Regions from separate parts of the Mus musculus genome. Here region 2 is linked to region 1. A link is a contact called in public promoter capture Hi-C data. All regions are on one chromosome and are shown on one strand. The core of a region is the stretch at or near the end of the contact, and the rest is flanking DNA. Distances in the headings are between cores, read along the strand shown. Region 1 holds the start of Atp23 (ATP23 metallopeptidase and ATP synthase assembly factor homolog). Region 2 holds the start of Bloc1s1 (biogenesis of lysosomal organelles complex-1, subunit 1).

Region 1 (6,615 bases), core at 1,998-4,497:
TTCTGGAATAATATTGCATTTTAGTTTTATCTCTTAGTTTGCATTTTTGCTTATCCGTGTAGTTGAGTAATATTTCAAGCAGAATCTCGACCTCTTTCTACGCGGTGTGCTGTCAGCTTGACACAGCTTGACACAGCTGAGAAGAGGGACTCAGGGACATGCCTCCATCAGATTGGCCCCGCCCACTGTGGGAGGTGCCACCTCTGGGAAGGTGGTCCTGGGTTGTATAAGAAAGCAGGCTGAGGTCTGGGTATGGTGGCACAGAACTCCAGAGGGAGAGGCAGGTGGATCTCTGTGACTTTGAGATCAGCTTGGTCTATATAGAGTTCTGGGTCAGCCTGGTTGAGATAGTGAGAACCTGCTTCAAAACAGAACAAAATAAGACAAAATAAGACAACAAGAGAAGTAGGTTAAGCAGGCTGAAGGCCGTGGGAGCAAGCCAGTAAGTGGTGTTCTTGTGCAGTCAGTGAACGGTGTTCTGCTGAGGTGTCAGCTTCCGTTCCTTCCTCAGTTCTTGACTTTCTCTGATGGTGCAGTACACCGTGAGAGGTGACGTGAACCCCCTCCTCAGGTTGTTTCTTGTCAGTGTTTGGTTACAGCAACAGAGAAGCAGAGGAGAACAACAGGTTATGGTCTGTACCATGTCTACTGACTTTTCTCTAGCATTCCAAACTAACCACGCTGAATTTGAATATTTGAATGACTCAGTTTCCACAAGTTCGTTCATCACCATTCTAACAAAAAGCTTTCTATATATAGATTATGTTTTATGTGTATGAGTGCTTTGCCTGCACTGCTGCCCAGTGCAATGTTTTGAATATGCTTGGCCCATGGGAAGTGGCCCTGTTAGGAGGTGTGGCCTTATGGGAGGACATGTAGCCTTTTTACAGAGTGATTCAGACCCTCCGCCTGGCTGCAGTCAGATCAAAATGTAGAACTCTCAGCTCCTCCAGCACCATGTCTGCCTGCCGTCAGCCATGCTTGCCACTATGATGATATGGACTGAACCTCTGAACCTGTAAGCCAGTCCCAATTAAATACGTTCCTTTGTAAGACTTGCCTTGGTCATGGTGTCTCTTCTCAGCAGTGAAACCCTAAGACATCCAGAGGTCAGAAGAGGCCACTGGGTCCCCTGGAGCTGGAGTTATGGATATAAGCTACTATGTGGGTGCTGGAAACTGATCCCAGGTCCTCTGCAAGAGCAATTGCTTTCCCCTGGTGAGTCATCTCTTCAGCCTTCTTCTAACGTGCCTTTGTTTATTTGTTTTAGATGTTGTCTCAGGTCTTACTGCTGTGAGCAAACACCATGACCAAGACAAGTCTTATAAGGACAACATGTAATTGGGGCTGGCTTACAGATTCAGAGGTTCAGTCCATTATCATCAAGGCAGGACTTGGCAGCATCCAGGCAGGTATGGTGTAGGAGGAGCTGAGAGTTCTACATCTTCATCTGAAGGCTGCTAGTGGAAGACTGACTTCCAGACAGCTAGAACTAGGGTATTAAAGCCCACACCCACAGTGACACACGCACTCCAACAGGGCCATACCTTCTAAAAGTGCCACTCCCTGGGCCAAGCACATACAGAGCATCACATTTCACTCCCTGGCCCCCACAGGCTATTCAAACACACGAGTCTATGGGGGCCATATATAGCCAAAGCACAATGCAAAATACATTTAGTCCAACTTCAAAAGCCCCCCCCCCCCGAGTCTGTAGCAGTCTCAACAATGTAAAAGTCCAAAGTTCAAAGTCTCTTCTGAGATCCATCTAATCACTTAACTGTAATCCCCAAACCAAGACAGGAAATCAGCTGGGCAAACTCTAAACTCTGCATCTCCATGTCTGATGTGAAAGTGGTCTTGTGTCACCCAGCCTGGCCTTGACCTTGCTATGTAGCTTAGGATCACACTGAATCTTTGATCCTCCTGTCTTTACCTCCCCAGGGCTGTTGTTACAGGCACATGTTGCCACTGTCTGCTTGTGTGGTGCTGGGCGTAGAACCCAGCACTTCATGTGTATCAATCAGGCAAGCGCTCTCTCAACTGAGTAACACCTTCAGCCTTCTTCTGTAGCTGGGCAAGTTCTATCTGCAAATTAGGGTTGATACTATTTTGCAAGGTTGTCATGAGGACTGGTAATAATGTACATATGTGGACCTTGATAAAAAGAATCTAATCTTTGGCTTATGGCTTTATTAGTCTGTAAGTGCAGGCGCTCATATTTGTATAATATTCCAAGCGAGTGATGCCTTCTGCTTCCCATTCAACTCTTGTTTACGGAGCACCGTGACCCCTAAGTGCTGTTCACAAGGCATTGCATGCCTATTTTTCTTGGACATTTGTCCTCGTTTTCTCCAACTCTACCATCCTGCCTGGCCCGTGGGAGCAGGTGTTTAGCAGTGTGAGCTGAGCTGAATAATTTAGTGAGGAAAGAAACACACACACACACACACACACACTACGTAAAAGCTGGAAGTCTGTCATGAGAGCACTAACACGGACAAAGTGCCTTAAACTGCAGATCTGGCAACATTAATTTTGAGTAAGTGTGCTGGTGGACTCTGATTATGGGAACTGAGGAAAAAGCCTTTTTTTTTTTTTTTTAAGATTTATATATAAATACATTGTAGCTGTCTTCATAAACACCAGAAGAGGGTGTCAAATTACAGATGGTTGTGAGTCACGATGTGGGTGCTGGGATTTGAACTCAGGACCTTCGGAAGAGCAGTCAGTGTTCTTAACCGCTGAGCCATCTTTCCAACCACCCCCTTCTTTTTAAAAGATTTATTTTATTATATGAGTACACTGTAGCTGTTTCCAGACACACAAGAGGGCATCAGATCCCATTACAGATGGTTGTGAGCCACCATGTGGTTACTGGGAATTGAACTCATGACCTTTGGACGAGCAGTCAGTGCTCTTATCCACTGAGCCATCTCTCCAGACCCAAGATGTGTGTATCTTATTTCTGAGCAAGAGGAGGGTTGATGAATGGGTCCCCAGGAGCCACATTTTGATGAGACCAACCAGTCTTTGAAATATCCAAGCGTTTCTGAAAACACTGCCTTTAATTCGGTGTGAGTGGGTAGCGGGAATAAGAGAAACAGCAGGTGAGGGAGTGGGAGGATGGTTGAGGTGCAGAAGGCAATATAGTGGCCAGCATCGGCGGTCGCGAGGCACCGCCCATCAGCCCCGCCCACCGACCACGCCTACCAAGCCCCGCCCACGAGCTGCACGCCGCGTCTCCTTCGTGCTGGCCCGCGGAGCGTGCGCCGGCGGCGGAAGCGGCTGTCCTAGGTCGAGCGGGCAGGAGGAGGCTTGCGGGCCTCATGGCAGGAGCTCCGGGCGGCGGCGAGCTCGGCCCTGCGGCTGGCGAGCCACTGCTGCAGCGACCCGACTCTGGCCAGGGCTCGCCTGAGCCGCCGGCCCACGGGAAGCCCCAGCAGGGCTTCCTCTCCAGCCTCTTCACCCGGGACCAGAGTTGTCCGCTCATGCTCCAGAAGACGCTGGATACCAGTAAGAGCCGCGACCTGGAGGCTGGGGTCGGGGTGGCACAGGACCCGGGGGGTGAGGAAGGGCCCGGACGTGCCCCCACTGATCCCGGACTGCACTGCAGCCCTAGGGCTGCGTGGGCGGGAGGGGGCGTGGGCCTCCGCCCCACTCGCGCTTCTGAAGGCCTGGGCTGGGAGTCTGCCCTCCTGGGTCACACTCACCAGTTTCTTATGTAAGTTTTGCAGCGGCACGGGCTCTAGGGTGCAGGTGAGAGCTGGAAAGAGCTCCATTCATTAATAAGGCAGCTCTACTTCTGGCTATGCACCCCTTCCCTGGGGTGGGGGTGGGGTGGGCGATTCTTTAACCTTCAGTCACTGCAGTAGGAACTGTGGAGAATGCTAGAATAGGAACTTTTGAAAACCCTCGTGTTTATGCACCTAAGTGCATTTTTCTAGGGAGAGTTCCTAGCTTCATCATAGTCTCTAAGAAGCCTGTGACATCTAAGAGGTTTATTATTGCCGCGGGTCACCCAGGCACACTGGCTCCCACTGAGCAATTTATCTCCAGTCCCGGGACACTGCCTTGCTCCTCTGCATCTGCAGATTGCCTGTCTACCTCAGATTTATTTAGGAAAGTAAGATTTAAATGTATTCGACCCTCCAAATAGTTACTATTTTATAGCAGAATTGGTCATAATTCAATCATCAACTGATCAAAGATTTTACTGTCTTCTTTTTAAAGCTTTTTTTTTTTTGATTTCTTTATTTTTGTGTGTGATTGTCTCGCCTGCATGTGTGTCTGCGCACTCTCTGCATTCCTGGTGTCCAGGACTGTGAGCTACTATGCAGGTGCTGGGGAACTCACCCTGGGTTCTCAGCGAGAGCAACAAGTGCTACTAACCACTGAGCCATCTTTTTAGCTCCCTTCCTCCCTCCCTCCTTTCCTCTCCCTCCTCAGAGGTGAGAACTGAACCTAAGACCTTGTGCTTACCAGGCAAGGCCCTACCACTGGGCTCAATCCCTAAGCCACCGTTCTTCTCTCTTACTGGCCATAGACTCACACATTTCTGCTTGCTAACCCTCATTGAAGAACTTTGGTGGGCAGGTCCCATTGGGCTGTGGTACTCAGAGCGAGGCATGGTGCTACCACAGAGAGCAGTGTAGGCGCTGCCTTCCTCCAGTCTAGGTTCTATGCTGGTTTGTTTTTCTAACCGTGGCCCAGGATGCCCATGTTCTCCTAACACGGGCCCTAATGCGAAGCGTTTAGTCACTTTAGCAAAACCAACTTTCGGTATAAAGATACATGGGGGCGCCATTTTAGTGTTTGTATTTATGTTCTATTTCGTCATGACTTGATTTAATTGGCGCTAATTTACACGTTTTATTCCCATTTTAGACTCTGGTTTAAGATAGTGTTTGTGAGTTGTTTTGTGGTGCCTGTTGCTTGGGTGCACTAATTGCTGCTACATCTTCTAATGAGCATACTTAATGTCTTTGTAGATCCATATGTCAAACTTCTACTTGATGCTATGAAACACTCAGGTTGGTAAGTAAATCTTTTTTTTAAAAAGTCACCGTATATTCTGGAGTCCCCCCCCTCAACCCCCAACTAATAGCAGAGCTGTTACACTTGGGATTTCTCACTTGGGACCACAAGATTTCTCTGTCAACAGTGGCGGGCTATGTGCTCTCCCGCTGGCCTTGTTCTTCTGTCCCAGCTCAGTCTCTGTCCCTGCTGTTCATTTTGAATATGAGTAAAGGCAATATTCACAGTCTATCTTGTCAGTAATTACCAAATTTGGCCTCTCCGTTCCCCCCAGCCTAGGGCATTGTGGTGAAGAAACCATAGCTTGGACTAATTAGTAGGAGGCTTCCAGATGTTAACCCAGAGACGATTAGAGGAAATAACTCCTGATATCTACTTCTTACCACTCTGGCCCAAGGGTGGGACTCTGTCATATTTTCAGCGTGGTCCTAGTCAGGTGACCAGTGGATGCTGATGGAGTCTGAGATGGTATGGACTCTGAAGAGACAGTCTCCCTTTAGTCTGGAGACGAGACAGCTGAGCCTTGACCGTGTTAAATGTCGGTGAGAGGGCTGTGCCGTGCGGTCTTGGGTGTCCTGGTGGGGGCTGCTCACATCTCTCTGTGCTTTCCAGTGCTGTGAACAGGGGAAGACACTTTTCCTGCGAAGTCTGCGATGGAAACGTCAGCGGAGGCTTTGATGCGTCTACGTCTCAGGTGTGTTTCTTTGCTGAGTTGCTCTCTCCCCCTTTCTCCCTTCCGATACACGCCGGACACTTTTCACACGCCACTAGTCCTGTCTGGCAGCCTTTGTGTAGTACTTTTAAGTCAGTTGCTTGGCTCATGGTTGTGAATCTTTCCATGCCACCGTGTGTGCCGTCTCTGGTTTACTTAACGTCTCTTGTATGCTGTTCTGCTGTGTTTGCATCAAAGCTCGCCCTATCCGATAGTTTCCAACCTTGTCATTGTGTGAGGCAATGCTGCAGATACTCTTGAACCTTCCCTCCTGGTGATATTTGTAAGTGTCTCTGAGATACAAGTCTGAGTAGAATCGCAGGGTCATAGTGTGAAATGGTGGCTTGGAATCGTAGGGTCTTAGCCTGCCCAGAACGGTGGCTGGGATCCTCAGCGTCATAGCGGATGTGGGACAGTGGCTGGTGACGCTGTTCTGCGGTTTCATGCACGTTCTCCCGGCTGCTGCTTTGCTGATGTTCTCTTCTGCCCTCAAGCGTTGAAGTCCCACAGACCTTTTCTTCTTCTGTGTTCTGCCGAGGGGATCTTGTTTTACTTTGGGGTCAGAGTTCTGTTTTGAATGCTCTGCCTGTGTATTCGAATGCTTGCTTCCACTTCCACTTGGATTGTCTTAAAAATACCTTAGACCTGGGGCCTGAAGAGATGGCTCAGTGGTTAAGAACACTGACTGCTCTTCCAGAGGTCCTGAGTTCAAATCCCAGCAACCACATGGTGGCTCACAGCCATCTGTAATGGGATCTGATGCTTTCTTCTTGTGTGTTTGAAGACAGTGACTGTGTACTCACATAAATAATATAAATAGCGTACATCTTAAAAATTAAAAAAATGTATTTCATGGATCCTGCAGT
Region 2 (6,615 bases), core at 2,410-4,909, 2.0 Mb before region 1:
ATCCATAGACCCAAAGAAGCTAAATAATAAGGAGGGCCTACAGGTAGATACTTGGATCTCCCTGAGAAGGGGAAATAGAACAGACGTCAGAGGTAGAAGGAGGGAGAGAATAGGATGAAAGAGAGGGTGGAGAAGGATCAAGTGTGGGAAGGACAGAGGGAGAGAGAACTGGAATCAGTAGGGTGGTATCTCTGGGAGAGCTAGAACCCTAGGACAATAGAAACTCCCAGGAATCTATGAGAGTGACCCTAGCTAAGACTCCTAGTAAAAGGGGATATGAAATCTGAAAGGGCCACCTCCTGTAACATTCCAGTGGAGGGATGTATTTATAGAAATGCTTATAATATACACATATAAGCATTTCTATAAATACATATTATCCAACATTTTTATTTAGCTTTTGTGTGTGCTTAGTGTTGGGGATTAAACCCAGACCTCTGAACATGCAAGGCAAGCACTCCACCTCTGAGCTACACCCCAGTCCAGTCCCTACTTAATTATTTTCAATTTTTCTCCTTTTTTATTTTATTCACCCTAGTTAAAAATTTTATTGTAGGGACTTGGAGTGATAGCTCAGCAGTTAAAAACTTTTAATACAGGCTGGTGAGATGGCTCAGTGGGTAAGGGCACTGACTGCTCTACTGAAGGTCCTGAGTTCAAATCCCAGCAACCACATCGTGGCTCACAACCACTTGTAATGAGATCTGACACCCTCTTCTGGAGAGTCTGAAGTCAGCTACAGTGAACTTATGTATAATAATAAATAAATATTTAAAAAAAAAAAGCTTTTAATACTCTTTCAGGGGACCTGAGTTCAGTTCGCAGAACCCCATCAGATGACTTACAACTGCCTTAAATTCTAGCTCCAGGGGATCAGGAGCCATCTTCTGGCCCCCACTGGCACAGTGTACACACACACACACAGACATACAGATAATAAAAAGTGATAACAGAAGTTTCTCAATGTTATCTTGACAGTTAATGAAATTCTGCTTAATGCTGTCATTTAACTATTTAATATGCTTCTTCTTACTCACCCTTTGATGGTTACATATCTCCCAGGGTATAAGGTGCTATTCTTCAAATAGCTGAATGAGGTTCAACAAGATCTGAATTTCATCCTCAGGACCCATATGTTAAAAAGAGAGGGGCTGGAGAGATGGCTCAGTGGTTAAGAGCACCGACTGGTCTTCTGAAGGTCCTGAGTTCAAATCCCAGCAACCACATGGTGGCTCACAACCATCCGTAATGAAATCTGATGTCCTCTTCTGGTGTGTCTGAAGACAGCTACAGTGTACTTAGATATAATAAATAAATCTTTAAGAAAAAAAAAAGAGAGAGAGAGAGAACTGACTCCCTAACGTTATCTTCTGACCTAAACATGGCATCTATTAACACACACACACACACACACACACACACACACACACACACACACACACAAGTAAAATAGCTGAATACACCAGTGGATCAATAACTCTCACTCTTACTAAGAAACTTCAAGAAGAATATTCTTTTTGTTTTGTTTTGTTAATTTTTTATTAGATATTTGTTCATTTACATTTCAAATGCTATCCTGAAAGTTCCCTATACCACCCCCCGCCCTGCTCCCCTACCCACCCACTCCCACTTCTTGGCCCTGGTATTCCCCTGTAATGGAGCATATAAAGTTTGCTATACCAAGGGGCCTCTCTTCCCATTGATGGCCGACTAGGCCATCTTCTGCTACATATGCAGCTAGAGACACTAGCTCTGGGGGTACTGGTTAGTTCATATTGTTGTTCTACCTTAGGGTTGCAGACCCCTTCAGCTCCTTGGGTACTTTCTCTAGCTCCTCCGTTGGGGGCCCTGTGTTCCATCCAATAGGTGACTGTGAGCATCCACTTCTGTATTTGCCAGGCACTGCATAGCCTCACAAGAGACAGCTATATCAGGGTCCTGTCAGCAAAATCTTGCTGGCATATGCTATAGTGTCTGGGTTTGGTGGCTGATTATGGGATGGATCCCTGGGTGGGGCAGTCTCTGGATGGTCCATCCTTTCATCTCAGCACCAAACTTTGTCTCTGTAATTCCTTCCATGGTTATTTTGTTCGCTATTCTAAAGAAGAATATTCTAATTTGTTCTGCATCCATTTGCCCTGCTACTGGATCCAAGCTATCAACTTCATCTGCGCCATAACTCAGAAAATGGGTAGCTGGGTAGATGACAAAGCTGTAAACAGTCTCAGACATGAATTAGCCCCACGTCCCTCAGCTTTGGAAGCACTCTGGAATCACCTGATACAGAGATGATAGATAGCTAGATAGCTAGCTAGCTACATACATACATACATACATACATACATACATACATAGATCAATCCTTCAGAAAGTCTATTTAATAAATAAATTTGGGATCAAGTTTCTTTTTAATTGGGAGTAGGAGACAGGGTCTTGCTATGTAGCCCAAGCTAATCTAGAACTCCCCATTCTTCCACCTCAGCCCCCTGACAGGTTTGCATCAGTATACCATACATGACAGTATTATTTACAAACTCTTCAATGCGGTTCTACTCTTTAGCCAGAGCTAAACATTAGTCTAATCACCTTAGTTTATTAACAATCAAACTAAAGCTCAGAATGGGTAAGAAAATTGACCAAAGTTTGGCCAGCATGTCTCCACATTCGTTTTTTTGTGGTCTGTGTGTTTCTGCTTTGAGACAAGGTCTCTCTACATATTGCTAGCTGCCCCAAAGTTTGTTCTGTAGACCAGGATGGCCTCAAATACACAGACATCCTCCTGCTTCTGCCTCAGGCCTGCTAGAATCAAAGTTGTGGGACACATGGTATGTCTGCACACTTGTAATGCACCCCTTAGCTCCGGTTACTTGTAGCGCTGGTGGATTCCTGGCCACCATGAAAAGCACAAGGAGCCTAGGGGACAGAGAGAGAGAGAGAGAGAGAGAGAGAGAGAGAGAAACAACAGCAATAAATTGATGGTGTTTATAATTTTTCTAGTTGGAATTAGTCCTGGAAGCATTCCTCCTTAGTCGGAGAAGCACTGTATAATTTACCTTTCACTTTGGCAGTAGCACTTACGCTTCTGCCACGACTAAAATGGGTTCGCATTCCCTGACCACAAAAGGACAGAGATAGATCTGCGCATTCACCACTCACTGCCCGCAACATTAGCAAAGCTCCCTAGAAGGCTGCTTGAGGTGCCTAAAATGCTGCTCTACAGTGATCACCCAGAGCTGAGAGAACCTCGGTGGAGAGGTGAGAAGACAAGAGGGCTGGGAAATAAGAGAAAGCATTCTCTTCTAGGGAGAGGAAGCTGGGAATCCACTGAGAATCGGCCGGCATTGCCAGGAGGTAAGGTGAGGGAAGGAGAAGAATTTCAATGAGTTCAGAGAGCTTCTGCTACCCTAGTAACAGAAGTGTAGTGGACAGCATCAGGACACCAATCCTCTCAAAACCCGACAGCCAGAGCATGTGAAAACTGACTCTTCAGCATGACTAAATGCGAAAAGTGTTCCTGACTCCAGAAACTGAGCCTCATTAGCGAACAGCTCACCCACCAAGCAACCAACCCTCCACTTCGCTCCTTTAGCTCCTCAATACCAACCACCAGATGCCAAAAGCAGAGGGAGGCTCTTGCGTCACGTGATACTGCGATCACGTGACGCCTTCCGGGTGAGCCAAGGCATAGTCCAGTTCCTGCAGCCTTAGGGAGGGGTCCGCCGTGCCCACACCCAGCCAGACTCGACCATGCTGTCCCGCCTGCTCAAAGAACACCAAGCCAAGCAGAACGAACGCAAGGAGCTGCAGGGTGAGCTCAGCGTCCGGTCGGTCGGCAGCTCCCGGCCGCGGCCTAGCTTCTTCCAGAGGCCTGGACCTCGGGTAACCTCCCAGATCAAGGAGAGGGCGCCGGCTAGCGGGCGACCCGAGTGCCGGGCAGGGAATTGGGGGCGGCACTTCTGGAAACTCCGTCCCCTTGCCAACCAGCCCTGGTCCCCTTGGCACCACTCGGGTCCCTGCGCCACCTCCCTCAATCCCGCCCAGGCGGCGCCTGAGTCCCGCCCCTGGAGCGCGAAACGCGTTGCCAATTGGCCCAGCCAGCTTCTCACCCCGGAAGTGGGAGGAATTGGGGACTGCCCAGTCTGCCACACAGCTAAGGCACAACTTTCCCCAGGCCTAGACTGGGAATCCTGGAGTTGCCAATCCATTGCCCAAAGTAGTGGAAAAAGGATGTCTAGGAAGAGTCCTGGGCGTACCTGATGGAGTGTCCATTCCCTTCTCAGGGCCCCAGTTTCTTTGCCTCCAAAATAAAGGGGTTTGTTTTGTTTATGTATGGAAGGTTCTTTTTAAGAGGTCTGGCATTAGTTGGCAGTTTCTAGAACAGTAATAAGTGCGTGAGGACCCATTAGCACCATCTTTCAAATACGAAGTCTGCTCCAACCCCTTTCCCCTTCCCCAGAGAAGAGGAGGAGAGAAGCTATCGCTGCAGCGACCTGCCTGACCGAAGCGTTGGTGGATCACCTCAACGTGGGGTATGAACCTCTTCCCTCAACTCCGGTTTCCTCCATCCACCCTGGTTACACAGCATCTGGGCCAGCTTTCAGAAGGACCCGGTGCTCCAGTAACTCCTCTGATCTGTCCCCTCCCCCTAATGTAACTTTGTGGAGACTTGAGTCAGCTTTCACTCTCTAACGCTGATGGGGGCGACAGCTGCAGTGGTTGGGAAAACAGAATTCCCCTCCCCACACTAACTTCCCTGGCACAACTTGATGCCATCTGGCCAACTCGACTAACCCTTATATGTCCAGCTGTCACTTGGGTGGGAGGGAAGGACAACCTCTTCCACCACGTACCCTCTTTCCTTCCTCACCTCCTACTCTCTGGAAAGCCTGCGAAACAAATGGCAGGAACAGGATGGCACAGCTGGTAGAAGTAAGGAAGAGCCTAAGCCAAGAGCTGTGACAAAACCAGGCTGTCTCTTCCTTTCCTTCTGGGTCTCCAGGGACCCTTCCCCCAACCTTAACCCTCAATGAGAAGACCAGTGGTATCCAAAGACTTGGAAAGATTCCCTGGCCCTGCATGACTCATAAGAGTGCAGAGATGGTGATCTGATTGTCTATGGGAAGAAAGGAGGCACATACTATGCCTTCCGCCCAGGGCGAGTGACAGGCTTGGTTGCAAATCCAGAGACTGATTCATCCAAGGGAGTCATGCAGGGTTAGGGTCATCAACCATTACTCATCTTGAGGGGAGATTAGGGGGAAGAATGGCTGTGGTTGGGGGCTCTGGTCTCCTTTGTCTCCAGACAGCTCTCTCCTCCTCTTCTCTGGTGTTCCCACACTGGCACATCCTTTGCTACATTTGTGACGCTGGCCAGACTTCTTTCTGTTTACTTGCTAGACGCCACCCCACATTCGAAGCTTAGAGGGCACCTAAGCCAAATCCTGATTAGAAAGGGTTTTGTGTTGCTCCCCACAGCTCCTATTCTCCAGAAAATAAAACAAAGGCCTAGTTTGTCTCAGCCCTTGTCAGGTGCCCTGCCCACTTTCTTGAAGCCCCCCCCCCCACCCAGCCCTTTGCCTCCTCTGCCCCCACACATTCCAGTGGGTGAGGGCACCGGATGTGGAGTCTCCTTACTGACCTAGAGCTTTGGAATAGGGAATGAAAAGGTCATCTGCTAGTAAGAGAGGGAACACTGGTTATGTAAAAGGGAAAGTGAAAAACACTGGTGGAGGATGGAGAGCTAACCTCTTAGCAGTGATAGTTACCACAGCCAGCACCTTGACTGAGCTGAGAAGTGTCAGCACTGGGCAGTGTGGGTGGGGTGGTGTTCACTCATCTGTGTGGGTGGGAGAGTTGGGTCTGAAGGTGAAAGCCTGTGATCCCAGCTCTTGGACTGTAGAGGCAAGAGGATTAGATCAAGGCCAGCTTCATCCACATAGCGAGTTTGGGGTCATCCTGGGCTACATAAGACCCTGTCTCAAAACGGGGCCTGGGAAGAACCAAGAAAATCTCTTGGGGTAGGCTCATTTGACCCAGGATTCCTGAGGAGGGGGTGTGGTCTCCCATCCCACTCCAGATCCAGGGAGGGGCCTGACTTCCTTTGCAACTTCTTGCAGAGCTCACTGGGCTTCAAATCACAGCCAGATGTGTCCCTGCTGCTGCTGAATTTTCCCACGCTCCCTTTTCCCTCCCAGCTTCTTCCTCAGGGATATCCCCCCAGGTTAACCTTCCCTGCCCCAGCTCAGATGCAGAAACTTCTTGAGAGGATAGGAAATGGTTACTAGTCAGCTCCGGACTTGGCTTTCCTGGGAACCTTGGGATTGGAGGAAGGAGCCTGCTTCATTTGGGTCATATCCAGAAAAGGCCAGAGTCCCAAGGTTTCCTCAGTCCTCCCTCCTGGCTGATCTCCCACGACTGTTATAGGCTGTTTCCCCTGAAAACCACCCCATATGAGTTGGATAAGCTGACATACCCCCTCCTCCAATCCTTAGTGTGGCCCAGGCCTACATGAACCAGAGAAAGCTGGACCATGAGGTGAAGACTCTACAGGTCCAGGCTGCCCAGTTTGCCAAGCAGACAGGCCAGTGGATTGGAATGGTGGAGAACTTCAACCAG

The links. Capture Hi-C pulls out chosen DNA fragments and counts their contacts.
Region 2: a promoter capture Hi-C map of adipose tissue shows a contact between it and region 1, with 6 times the contacts expected there. The contact joins the promoter of Bloc1s1 here to the promoter of Atp23 in region 1. A contact is called at or near these places in 6 of 39 promoter capture datasets (the 3T3-L1 cell line, cranial neural crest, embryonic stem cells and 2 more), 3 of 484 Hi-C or Micro-C datasets (B cells, CD4 T cells and rod photoreceptor), 1 of 115 datasets of contacts at active chromatin or transcription factors (astrocytes) and 2 of 9 other capture datasets (adipose tissue and liver).

The regions. Positions count from the first base shown.
Region 1 is chr10:126,898,003-126,904,617 of GRCm38.p6, reverse strand. It overlaps Atp23 (ATP23 metallopeptidase and ATP synthase assembly factor homolog), which reads left to right and starts at 3,247. Exons shown (of 6, transcript NM_001159559.1): 1 at 3,247-3,516; 2 at 4,992-5,037; 3 at 5,650-5,731. The coding sequence starts at 3,330.
Region 2 is chr10:128,920,568-128,927,182 of GRCm38.p6, reverse strand. Bloc1s1 (biogenesis of lysosomal organelles complex-1, subunit 1) reads left to right here and starts at 3,659. Exons shown (of 4, transcript NM_015740.3): 1 at 3,659-3,808; 2 at 4,457-4,529; 3 at 6,492-6,615. The coding sequence starts at 3,748.